Linked DNA regions of Mus musculus: region 1 is linked to region 2. A link is a contact called in public promoter capture Hi-C data. All regions are on one chromosome and are shown on one strand. Each heading gives the region's core, a stretch centred on a gene start, on an enhancer-like site or on the middle of the called end of the contact. The rest is flanking DNA. Distances are from core to core; before and after follow the strand shown. Region 1 holds the start of Qprt (quinolinate phosphoribosyltransferase). Region 2 holds the start of Zg16 (zymogen granule protein 16).

What was found. Capture Hi-C pulls out chosen DNA fragments and counts their contacts.
Region 1: a promoter capture Hi-C map of adipose tissue shows a contact between it and region 2. The contact joins the promoter of Qprt here to the promoter of Zg16 in region 2. A contact is called at or near these places in 4 of 39 promoter capture datasets (the SN4741 cell line, embryonic stem cells, macrophages and 1 more), 1 of 15 datasets of contacts at CTCF or cohesin (large pre-B cells), 1 of 484 Hi-C or Micro-C datasets (bone marrow-derived macrophages), 6 of 115 datasets of contacts at active chromatin or transcription factors (CD8 T cells and embryonic stem cells) and 5 of 9 other capture datasets (adipose tissue, embryonic stem cells, liver and 2 more).

The regions. Positions count from the first base shown.
Region 1 is chr7:127,118,310-127,123,939 of GRCm38.p6, reverse strand. It overlaps Qprt (quinolinate phosphoribosyltransferase), which reads left to right and starts at 1,911. Exons shown (of 4, transcript NM_133686.1): 1 at 1,911-1,967. The coding sequence starts at 1,955. It also overlaps a transcript of Spn not described here.
Region 2 is chr7:127,048,237-127,054,136 of GRCm38.p6, reverse strand. It overlaps Zg16 (zymogen granule protein 16), which reads left to right and starts at 1,462. Exons shown (of 4, transcript NM_026918.3): 1 at 1,462-1,504; 2 at 2,157-2,218; 3 at 2,378-2,510; 4 at 3,538-3,981. The coding sequence starts at 2,164. The coding sequence ends at 3,853.

The DNA of each region.
Region 1 (5,630 bases), core at 662-3,161, 69 kb before region 2:
TAAGACACACTATAACATCAGAGGTCATATCTTATCCACAGGGCAGTGTTACTGCTGGCAAACAGCTGATCCCACTGGCCGGTCCCAGGGACCTACTGGCTGCTTACATCATTACCTGCCACCACCAGGTGTGCCAGGTATGAGCTCCCAGACACCCCAGATCCTTCTCTGTGTCTTCTTTCTGCTCTCTCTGCCTTGTCTCATGTTTCTTTCTCCTATTCCCTTTCCTTGTCTGTCTGCCTGTCAGTTTGCCTCTATCTCCTTCATGTTCTCTCCTCCCCAATAAACCTCTTATACTAGATCTGTTTTGTGGAGTAATTTCTCATGGGAACCTTGGCATGAGTCAAGGGTACCCTACCACTCTCGCTTGCATCTATCCTGTCAGTTACAGCGTGATGGGTCCAGCACTAGGTAAGATACATGTCTTTCCCCTCCCAGAAGCCTGTATGGCATTGTGCAGGCTAGCCAACAGGGAGAAAGTTTCCTGGTCAGCTCAAGGTTAATTTTGTTATGTTCTGCATTAGGAGTGGTATTCTCAGCAATCGAGTCTCACCCTGTAGTTACGGTGCACAGCCAAGAGCAATAGCAGTAGTGTGCTGTTTTCGGAGCATCTGGAGCCTTACTGACCAGTAACTCACAGGGAGAGGGCTCACCCCGGCACTGAGGTTCTCATTTAATAATTCATGTCTTCTGGGAAGCACTCATGCAGGGTACTTCTGCTCAACTCCCTATTTAAAAAATATTATATATTTAAAAATAGCTTTCAGAACAGTGGGTTCCTGCAATGCTTCCTCATATACGCTTAGTTTGGGCTTCCCTTCCCCCCACCCTTTTCTGAATCTCTTTTCTTCACTTTAACCCTGAGTCTCTCTCTCTCTCTCTCTCTCTCTCTCTCTCTCTCACTCTCTCTCTCTCTCTCTCTCTCTCGTTTCACATCTCAGTGTTCTACTATCTTCACTAATAGTTTTTTCTTGGGTTGGAAGATGGTTTCCCTATAGCTTTTTCATATACCTTTTATTTTGGCTAACCTTGCTCCCTCCCCCAGGTTTGACCCTTCCCCATTCCATCCTTCTCTACTTTATTTCCCTGACCCAGCCCTTAGGTATCCACCCTTGTGGTCCATCTCTAGTTTTCTGGCTCCCACGTGTACTCCAGGTTAAACATACATGACCAAAGATTTAGAGCTAGGAGCCACATATGATCCAGAACATGCAATATTTCTCAGTCTGCTACAAAGTCACTGATGCTACAGTCTCCTCCGTCACCCTTAGGGCCTCATCCAAAACCCCTCCTCCAAATTTCTATAAATTTGGGGGGGTAAGTTTTCAACACACTGACTTTGGGGGAGCACATTCAGACTGCAGCTCTCAGGAAAAGTGGGAGGGATGAGGGGATATTTGTGGGGTTCCTACTCTGTCCCTCAGAAAATTTGAGATAAAAAGAGAATGGGCCGCATGTGCTTGTGCGCGCTTTAATCCTAGCACGGGCTGGGGACACAGGAGGTGGATCTATACAGTGAGAGCCTCTCTCTGGTGGGGTTAGGGAGAACGGAATTGGGGCTTGAGTGCAGGTCTGGGATCCACGATTTTCCCAGCACACCACTAACAAGGCTTTCCGGCCCTCATAGGAGAGTGAGGTCCGGCATTCATGGCCCTGCACTCCGAGGGAGCTCCAGCAGGGCTGGAAGTGGAGAAAACAGGGCCTGTTTGGTGCCAGAGGAGTCAGAATTTCTAAGTGCTCACAGCTGAGCACTTCCCACTGATTCTGGGGTTCGCAGTGGGGCTGGCTCAGCGAGGGTCCAAAGAGGTGTACCGTGAGGGCTCTTAGGAAGGACTGACCCAGCTCGGCCCCTCCCTCCCCTCTCTCTGGCAGCCCCACCCCCAGCCTCAGCTTCTGGGAACATTCGACCTGAACTGTGGTGAACACACTGACCCGCTGGCTGCTCCAAGTCACCATGGACCCTGAAGGTGACCTAAGTCTCTGCTCTGTGTTCCTGTTTTCTATGTCCCCTACTGCCCGTCCCTCTTCCTATTTCAGCCATCTGCCTCCCTCTCTCTTCTCTAAAGAACCCCTTGTGGCCTCTCCTTGGATCTTGTTCCCAAGTCCGCTTCTCTCTGTCTTGTTTGAACCTCCAAAATCCTCCTCTTGCTTCGCGGTTCTTTCTGTGTTGAGCCCTACGGAAGGGCAGAAGCTTGGGAACAGAATGGATGGGGTTGCTCTGCTGGGGTCAGATGGACTGGTAGTGGGAGTTTGGAAAGGGGAGCAGCCCTGGACTCTGTCCCTTGTTAGCAGCCAAGAGAAGCGGAGGCAAAGTCCGGTCTCATCCCTGTAGAGTGTGGGGGGCGGGGAGGGGATGAAGTCGGAGACTGCGCTCAGGCCGCAGAGTCTGGCTTGGGACTCACAGCACCTGCTTGAGCCTAGAGTGCATCAAGGACAGGCTGCAGGGCCATCGGAAGACTTCTACAGCCTCACAGCCTCTTTTTCTTGCAGTAGCATTGGGTCTGGGGTGTAGCTCAGTGGTCGACACTTGCGCAGCATGCTTAAGACCTTCCACCCTAGTAGGTTTGCCGCTCTTATTTAAATCTTTTGTGTTTCCCTTTCCTCCCTGGGGCCTCCTCCCCCATCCTCCCCACTTTCCTGCCGGTTTGCATGCAACTCCTCTGGCCTGCCTGTGGAGCCTGCTCTGGATTTGTAGGTCTGGCTAGAATCTGGGGAGTTGCCTGTGCTGATCGGGCTGGCCTCAAACTTACCGAAATTTGCCGCCGGCCGCCTGCCAAGTGCTGGGATCAAACCCGTGTGTTCTGCCTGGTCTGCCTTTCCCTCCTAACATTAACACTGCCCTGGATTTGAGGCCAGGGGATTCACAGCTGTGGGAACCCTGGGAAGTTACCCAGAAGGATTCTAGGTTTCTGCATCTGGAAGATGCTTCAGGGTGGTAGGGAAACTCAACCACCTTTGCAAGTGTCCCGGTTCCTGAGTTCTTTACTGAGGAACTGTGGGTGGGTGTTCAGGGAGGGCATGGATGCCCAACATGAATATGAAATTCTGAGAAAATAGCCATGGATTCCCTTTTCTGAGAAAGGGGGTTCAATAATGGCATTTTTCATCCAACCCGGGTTTCTGAATTTTTAAACTTATTATTGTATGTGAGTGCATGGTGGTGGGGGTGTCAGGTGTCACAGTGTGGAGGTCAGAGGACATCTTTTCAGAGGTTGTTCTCTTCTTCTTTCCACCTTTGTACGTCTCTGGGGATGGAGCTTGGGGCCTCCTGAACTGTCTTTCCCCTCTGATTATTCATTTAGTTTTGAGACAGGTCCTCACTGTGGAGCCCTAGCTGGGCTGGAACACTCAGCAATCTTCCTGCCTATGCCTCCCGGGTGCCGAGATTAAAGGGGTGTGCCTGGTTTTGTTTATTCCTAAGACAGAGTATTTTTTTAATATTTTAAATTCTGTTTATGCATGGCAGGAGTTATGCACACATGTGTGGGGTTGCCAGATGCCATAGGCATTGGGTCTCCCTACAGTTACAGGCGGTTGTGAGCCACCTGATGTGTGTGCTAGGAACAGAACTTGGATCTTCTGCAAGAACAGTGTGGACTTAACCTTTGAGCCTCAGTGATATGCAGGGCCACATCTCCAGGGTCTTGATTCACAGCCCAACATGGCTTGCAACTCATGTAGCTCAGAGTGACCTTGAACTTACGATGAGCCCCAGCCTCCCAAGTGCTGACATTACTGGTGTGTGATCCACCACAGGCTCCAGACCCAAATTCTTAATAAGAATAAATTAAAAACCTCACATACTCAAGGATGGGGTCTCGAGAGAGGGCTCAGTGGGTAAAGTACCAGCCTTACCAGCATGAGTTCAGATTCCCCAGGACTCACACAAAAGTTAGCCTGCAATGCTCACACTCGGTGTGTTGAAGAGGCGGAGGGGTGGGAGTTGTAGGCAGATCCTGAGTTGAGCTCAGGAATGATAGAAAAACACAGTAGACATTAGCCAGGTGTGAGTTTGAGGCCAGCCTGGTCTACATAGTGAGTTTCAAGAGGATCAGAGCTACACACTGAGGTCTTGTCTTGAAAAAGAAAAGCACACTGGTCATTAGTCTCTGGCCTCTATACACAGGCTCAAATGTGTGTGCGTGCACACACGTGCACATACACACTCACACACACTCCCCTCATGGACATCTCTGTGGCCTCCCAAGCACAGAGCTTAGAGGGGACCCCAGAGTCACCTACATAAAATCCCATTTCTGACACTTGACAGCTATGCCACCTAGACCCCATACTTCACCTTGCTGTGCTCAGCTTTCTTGTTGGTAAATTAAAAATAGTGTCTTTCCCAGAGGATTGTGGGATTAAACACCTTCACAAAGGGCTGGTAGCCAGAAACAGGGTAGAGAGGGAGCCTTCAACTTTGTCCCTGTTCTTTGTTGTTTGAGTCAGGATTTCTCTGGGTAGCCATGGCTATCCTAGAACTCACTCTGTAGATCAGGCTGACCTTGAACTCCGAGCTCCACTTCTGGAACCCTGACTCTCCATGTTTGGCGAGTCAGACTCTCTTCCTGTTTCTTCATGAGCTGGAGATGGAGGTTCCTCCCACTCACCCTATTGGCCTCTCGGAGCCAATGCTCACATCGCAGGACTCACCTCCCAGCATCTGGTCCTTTCTCTTTTGCTTCCCTCTGCCCTTAAGGTTCTGGTCCACACTGCTGCCTCAAGCATGTGACATCTGATGTTTGACTCTGGCTCAGGCAGAAGGCTGGCGAGGACCAGTGACCTGCATAACATAAGCCAGGACACGGTAGACAAGGAAAGGGCTCGACACCCAGGCTGGGGAGTCAGGGAAACAAAGGGTCAGCCAGTCTAGAGTGCCACAGAAGTCCCTGGGAGCCAGTAGACACAGTGGGCATACTGGGCAAGGACTGAGCCCTGGAGCTGTGACCTTGATGTGACCTTTAGAAGCACACCCTGTTGTCACAGTTCACTCTGGTTCACCGCCTCTCGCCAAAGCTCTTTCAATAGCTTCCTAACCAAGAACCCTAGACACGGTTTAAATGTATACATGTGTGCAGGCAAGCATGCGCCATAGAGTGGAGGTCAGAGGGCAACTTCCTGGAGTCAGTTCTCTCCTTCCACCACGTGGGTTCTGGGAATAAACTAAGTCATCAGACTTGAAGGCAAGTGACTTTGCACACTGAGCCGGCTCACTGGCCCCTAAATATTAAAACCGCAATCTTCATTGTTTTTATCCTCTGACTTCCAATCAAAATTCTATAGTGACTCTATAGAGCCTGGCTCTGCCTGGCTCTGCCTGGCTCTTTTCACTACGCATCTTTTTCTCTCTTTCCTTTCTCTCTTTCCTTTCTCAGAACCTGAACCACATTTGCCAGTATCCACCACATCTCCAGGGTGCCTGCAGCCTCTCTCTACCATTGAGCAGTCTCTCTGGAGGAGGTCTAACTTGTGTTCAGAGCCAGCCCTTTGCAGCCTCTCCTTCGCCCTCACACTCTCAGCAAATCATCCCCCCGCCACCCCTCCAAGTGTGTGCGCCGCTCCAGCCCTCGGTCATAGGGGGTCTCTACTGGGTCCTATTTGGAAGTCATTTCTGTTCCCTAGGAAATGAG
Region 2 (5,900 bases), core at 213-2,712:
GAAGGGAAAGAATAAAAACAAAGGAACTTAGAGTCGGAAATGTGGGGAACATCAGCACATACGCAGAATGGGAACGAAAAGCAGCGGAATGGACAGAAAACGAGGGGAGTGAGGCCAGTGATACTCTTGAACATGGAGAAGAGGAGAGGAAGGGGAGGTGGAATAGTGGTGGCTGTCTGGCTCTATTCCTGGGATCTATTATCACCAGGAGCCCTGCCCTATTTCTGGTTCCTCAGGGCAGGACTCTAGCTATCTGGGATGAGTTTTCAGTCCCAGATGGTGAGCCTGCAAGGCAAGGGGTGTATGCTCTGAATTCCTGACTGCGGGTCATTAAGGCCTGACACTGCTTATTCTAGCTCCTCCCTAGGCTCCAACCTCTCTGCTGGGAAGGTCCTGGTGACTCAGGGATCACAGGGCTGGTCTAACAGGGTCTCAAGTACTAGTACTTAGGGGTCCGGTCTAGGGACTTTAGATCAAGAGGAAATCAGCCTTGGAAGGGAAGGACCTAAAGGAAGAAGAAATCAACAGCATTGATCTGAGGTGTTTCAGACCTAAGGAAAGGGACAGCTCACTCTGGTGATCTATAACCATGGTGCCTGGAGGTCCTGAGGGTCTAGTCCTCACAGAGTGTCTAAGTATTCGCAGAGGAGGACTTGTATAAACTCTGTCCCTCTGCTTCCCACATGCCCATTGGACTGCCCACTTGTAGCCCCAGGCTCCCCTTCTCAGAGAAAAAAAGACTTGAGAAGTGTCTGACTGAGGATGGGTAGATGTAAGGATGAAGGACAGATAGCCCAGGCATGGCAAAGCATTAATAACATCAGACTTTGTGATATAGGTGCTCACTATTTATTTTTTTAAGCTTTATAATTAGATTTTTTCATAATATAATACCAACAAATAGAGAAAAATTATCAGGCAAATATTTGGCACTGCTCAGAGTTGAAAGTGATTTTGTTTTCTAGGAGAAGATGTATCACAAATGACTGTTGAGGTTGACAGTTACCTGGGGTCAGTTCTTGGGGCTGACCTAGGGCAAGGACTGATTCTCAGGGATGAATACCTACAGCTCTTGGATTACATTCTCATTTGTTTGTTTGTGTTTTCAGACAGGGTCTCATCTACAGCCCAGCCTGGCCTTGAACTCATGACCCTCTCCCCACCCCTCAAATGTTGGTATTACAGACATGAGCCACCATGTCTGGATTAATCACACTCTTTAAATACTAACTGCTTTCCCCACCCTTCAGGTGGACTTTTAGCAAATTGTCTCTTCACAAACCTGGCACATTGTCTAGAGTGGACCCCACCTTGCCACCTGTAACCCTTGCGGGAGAGGCAGGATAAGATGTTCCAGGCCTGCTTGACACCTGACCCTAAGAAGCTGATCATGTTTGCTCAGCAGGTGAGGTTCACAGGATAAAGAACAGTGGGAGGGCTTGGACCTGGTATAAAAGCTCTGGAAATTTCTAGAAGACTAGCATCTGCAACTTCTAGGGGAAAGGTAAGTTGGGAGATACTCAGAGATGAGCTAGAAAAGACAATGCCTGGACTGTAGCAGGGGAGACTTGGGTATCAGCTCCTGGATGTGAGCTGCTTTGGAGTGCAAAGATGTCTGGTTTTGGCTGAGGGATGCTTGGGGGGATGGATATGGACAGTTTGGCTGGTGGAGACAGGGTTATGATACACAGACAAGTTGCCTGGGATCTGATGTCTTGAGCTCACACATATCCCTCCTATTAGCCTCTCTCAGCTCCACCAGGTCTTCTCAGACCCTTGTCGTTGGCACAGTGTCTTCTGTCATCTCCTTTGCTCCCAAGGTCACATGGAGGCACCTCTAAAATCTTCTTTGCCTTGATTTAAGAGTAGAATGATGCTAGAGACTTAAGTGTGCCTCAGATACTTCATAGACTAGATGACTTCAGGTAGGTTTTGCTCAGATTCTTGGTTCACCAACTCAACTGCCTCAGGACTCTGGAGATGGCCTTTACTTCCTCTTCAGAAAGCTCTCTTGTTTATTGTGCGGGGATGGAGGAAGGCTTGACTCAGCTGGACAGACTGAAAGGAAGTTAGGATTCTCTTTTGGATCTGGAGAGACGAGTAGCCACAGTCACATCACGGAATGAGCTTTCTTTTTAACTTTCTTCCCACCGCAGCCTCAGAATGTTGGCCGTCGCCCTCTTAGTCCTTCTTTGTGCCTCGGCCTCTGCTAATTCCAGTAAGTGAAATGCCACAGGGAGATCATGGGAAGGCAGCCCGTGTACTGCCGCTGGCCAGGATTGTCAGAGGCTGGCTTGGGTGGTGGGAGGCAGGAGGGTATGGGGGACAGCTGTGCTCCCAGAGCATCTGTGCCTCCAGGCCTTTCTTTCCCCTCTAGTTCAGTCCAGGACATCCTCTTACAGTGGAGAGTATGGAGGTAAAGGAGGAAAGCGATTCTCTCATTCTGGCAACCAGCTGGACGGCCCCATCACCGCCTTCCGTATCCGGGTCAACAGATACTACATAGTAGGGTAAGAGTCTCTGCGTTTCTGTACGTTGGGATCTGTCTAGGACCTTGCTAAGTTGGAAAGTTCTCGCTGACCTTGGGTCGCACCTGTGCACACCTTGGCACGTTGTAATCACAAACACCCAGGAGCCTTACATTACCTGGGTTGGATTTCACCTTTGGTTTAAACCTATTTCCAACATTTCTGTTGAGCATCCTTTGTCCCTGCTTGTTGTCTGTCCTGGAATAGTTCTATCCCACCCTCCAGCTGGAAACTTCCATCACATGAAGAGCCAAATGTATTTCTTTCTGTTCCATGTTCTGAACCATGAGCCAGTTGTTGGCTTGTCTCTTCCCTGTCTGGCCTGGGCAGTCTTCTGGTGTTTGAAATCCTCGGGCCTCTTTGAAGTGTGTATTGTGAGCAAACTCAGACTCTTGTTGTCTAAGTGACCCTGAGAAACTAACTTTCGTTCCACAAGCCTATTTGCCATTAAAAAGAGAGGCTAAGATTCTCTGCATGGTCTCCTAGGGCTCACGCAGCCTTTATAACATATGGAATTTGTCACCAGCCTGAAGTTCTCAGCATGTAGTCGAAGAAGTCTTGATTTTATTTTATTTTTTTAAGATTTATTTGTTTATTTTTATGTATGCGAGTATACTGTTGCTCTCTTCAGACACACCAGCAGAGGGCATCAGATCCCATTATGGATGGTTGTGAGCAACCATGTGGTTGCTGGGATTTGAACGCAGGATCTCTGGAAGAGCAGTCACTGCTCTTATCCTCTGAGCCATCTCTCCAGGTCAGAAATCTTTTTTCATTTGTTATGCTGGTGTGCACAATGTGTGTGGGTGTTCAAACGCCTCATTGTGCGTGTGGAAGCCATGTGGGAATGGGGTTCTCTCCCTCCACATGTGGGTCCTAGGGGTTGAACTAAGGTTGTCAGGTTTCGCAGCAAGCGTTTCTACCAGCTGAGGCATCTCGGCAGCCTGGTCTTGAATTTTGATAATCATGTCCAATGTGTTCCTTCTTCTCTTCTCACCCCTGCCTCCAGTCTCCAGGTGCGCTATGGCACAGTGTGGAGTGACTATGTAGGTGGCACACAGGGAGACCTGGAGGAGATCTTTCTGCACCCCGGGGAATCTGTGATCCAGGTGTCTGGCAAGTACAAATCATACGTGAAGCAGATGATCTTCGTGACGGACAAGGGCCGCTACCTGCCTTTTGGAAAAGCCTCAGGCACAAGTTTCAACGCTGTTCCCTTGCATCCCAACACTGTCCTCCGTTTCATTAGTGGGCGATCTGGCTCTGCCATAGATTCTATTAGCCTGCACTGGGATACCTACCCTAGCCACTGCAACACTTGCTGAATGAAACCCACCTTCCTTTCTGTCAGGGGTGCTGTGTGTGTATGGGGGTGGTGGTGGTGAGAACTCCCTTATCACCAAGCCCCATGAAAGTATGCAAATAGCTTAATAAAAGGATATGGTTAAAGACAGTGTTTTTCCACATCCTAATTCTAGTAGAAATGTGTGAATCGTATTTCTGGCTTTAAAAAAAATGAAAATAATGTTTTTGAGACAGAGTCTCTCTACATAGCCCTGGCTGTTTTGAAACTCACTATGTATACCAGGCTGGCCTCGAACTCACAGAAATTGACTTTATTTCTGCCTCTGCTTCCAGAGTGCTGGGGTTAGAGGGGTGTGCCACCACGACTGGAGATCTACCTGGCTCTGCCTCCTGAGCGCTGGGATTATCATTGCCTGGTGGGGCTTTTCTTTATACATTATCAAAAAGAGACAATATTCTGCCTACACTGGCTCTTTCCAAAGATAACCCCTGAGAATTTTTCCTAATAATTCAGAGGCTAGGGTAAGGCTCAGTTGCACCAACTTGCTAAAACTATCTCAAAAAAAAAAAATCAAAAACAAAAGAGGAAATTCTAAGTGAGCCATAGTGGTGCACTATAATTGAGAGACTAGGCTAATCTGGTCTATATAGTAAGTTCAAGGCTAGCTAGGGCTACATAGTGAGACCCTAAGTAAGAGGCTAAAGGCGGAAGAAAGATTGTCACAGGTTTAAGGCCATCATGGGAGCATAGTGAATTCCAGGCTAGTCTTGAATACAGTGAGACCCTGTCCCAGATACCGGATGCATGAATAAATAGATAGGCAAGTTTACAGAGGAGAGGTCTTCATTGTGGGTAGTCATGAATATACGGGGTTGGTGAGATTAAGGGTCACTATAGAGAATCAACAAAGATATAAGCCACTTTAAAATAATTATTAGGCCAGGCAGTGGTGGCGCACGTCTTTAATCCCAGCGCTTGGGGGGCAGAGGCAGGTGGATTTCTGAGTTCGAGGCCAGCCTGGTCTACAGAGCAAGTTCCAGGAGAGCCAGGGCTAAACAGAGAAACCCTGTCTCAAAAACCCAAAACCAAACAAACAAACAAATAAATAAATATTATTAGGATCCCAGTTTCAAGTCCTAAAACATAAACAGTTTTAGTGGGTAGCAGTAGGGAGTTACTGAAGTCTGGGGTTACAGAAGTGTGCCACCATACCCCGTTGTGTGATGGTAGGTGAACACTTTATCAACTGAGCCATGTCCCCAAATGTCCCTTCTTTTAAACAGTTGCATGCAGGAGACTATGCCATTGATTTAATTTATTTATATGTAAATCACATAAAAATTCACTCCTTTAAAAGATGCGGTTTGGGTAGGAGTCTAGTCTGTGGCATATGCATATGTGTACATGTGATGCATGTATATGTGACGAGTGTGTGCTCACCTGCATATGTGTACATGTGATGCATGTGTGTGTGTGTCATGAGTGTGTGCTCACCTGCGTGGAGGCCAAATGTTGAGGTCAGGCATCGTCTGTTGCTCTCCACCTTTTTGAAATTTTTTCTTTTCTTTTTTTTTCTTTTTTTTTAATATTTGTTTATATTATGTAAGTACACTGTAGTTGTCTTCAGACACACCAGAAGAGGGCATCAGATCTCATTATGGATGGTTGTGGGCCACCATGTGGTTGCTGAGATTTGAACTCAGGACCTTCAGAAGAACAGTCAGTGCTCTTACCTGCTGAGCCATCTCTCCAGCCCTTTCTTTCATTCATTTATTTTTTCCTTTCTCTCTCTCTCTCTCTCTCTCTCTCTCTCTGTGTGTGTGTGTGTGTGTGTGTGTGTAGGCAGGTACACACAGCTGTGCACATGTGTACATGGACAGACCACACCATCACTACGTCCCCTATCAGTCTCCACCTTAATAGTTTTGAGGCAGGGTCTGAAGCCCATTGTTTTATGAGGCTGGCTGCCCAGAGACCTCCCAGAATCTCCCTGTCTCTGCTCCCCAATGCTGTAGTTGGACATTTGAATGGCCATGCCTGGCTCTTATGGGGTGCTAGAGATTTGA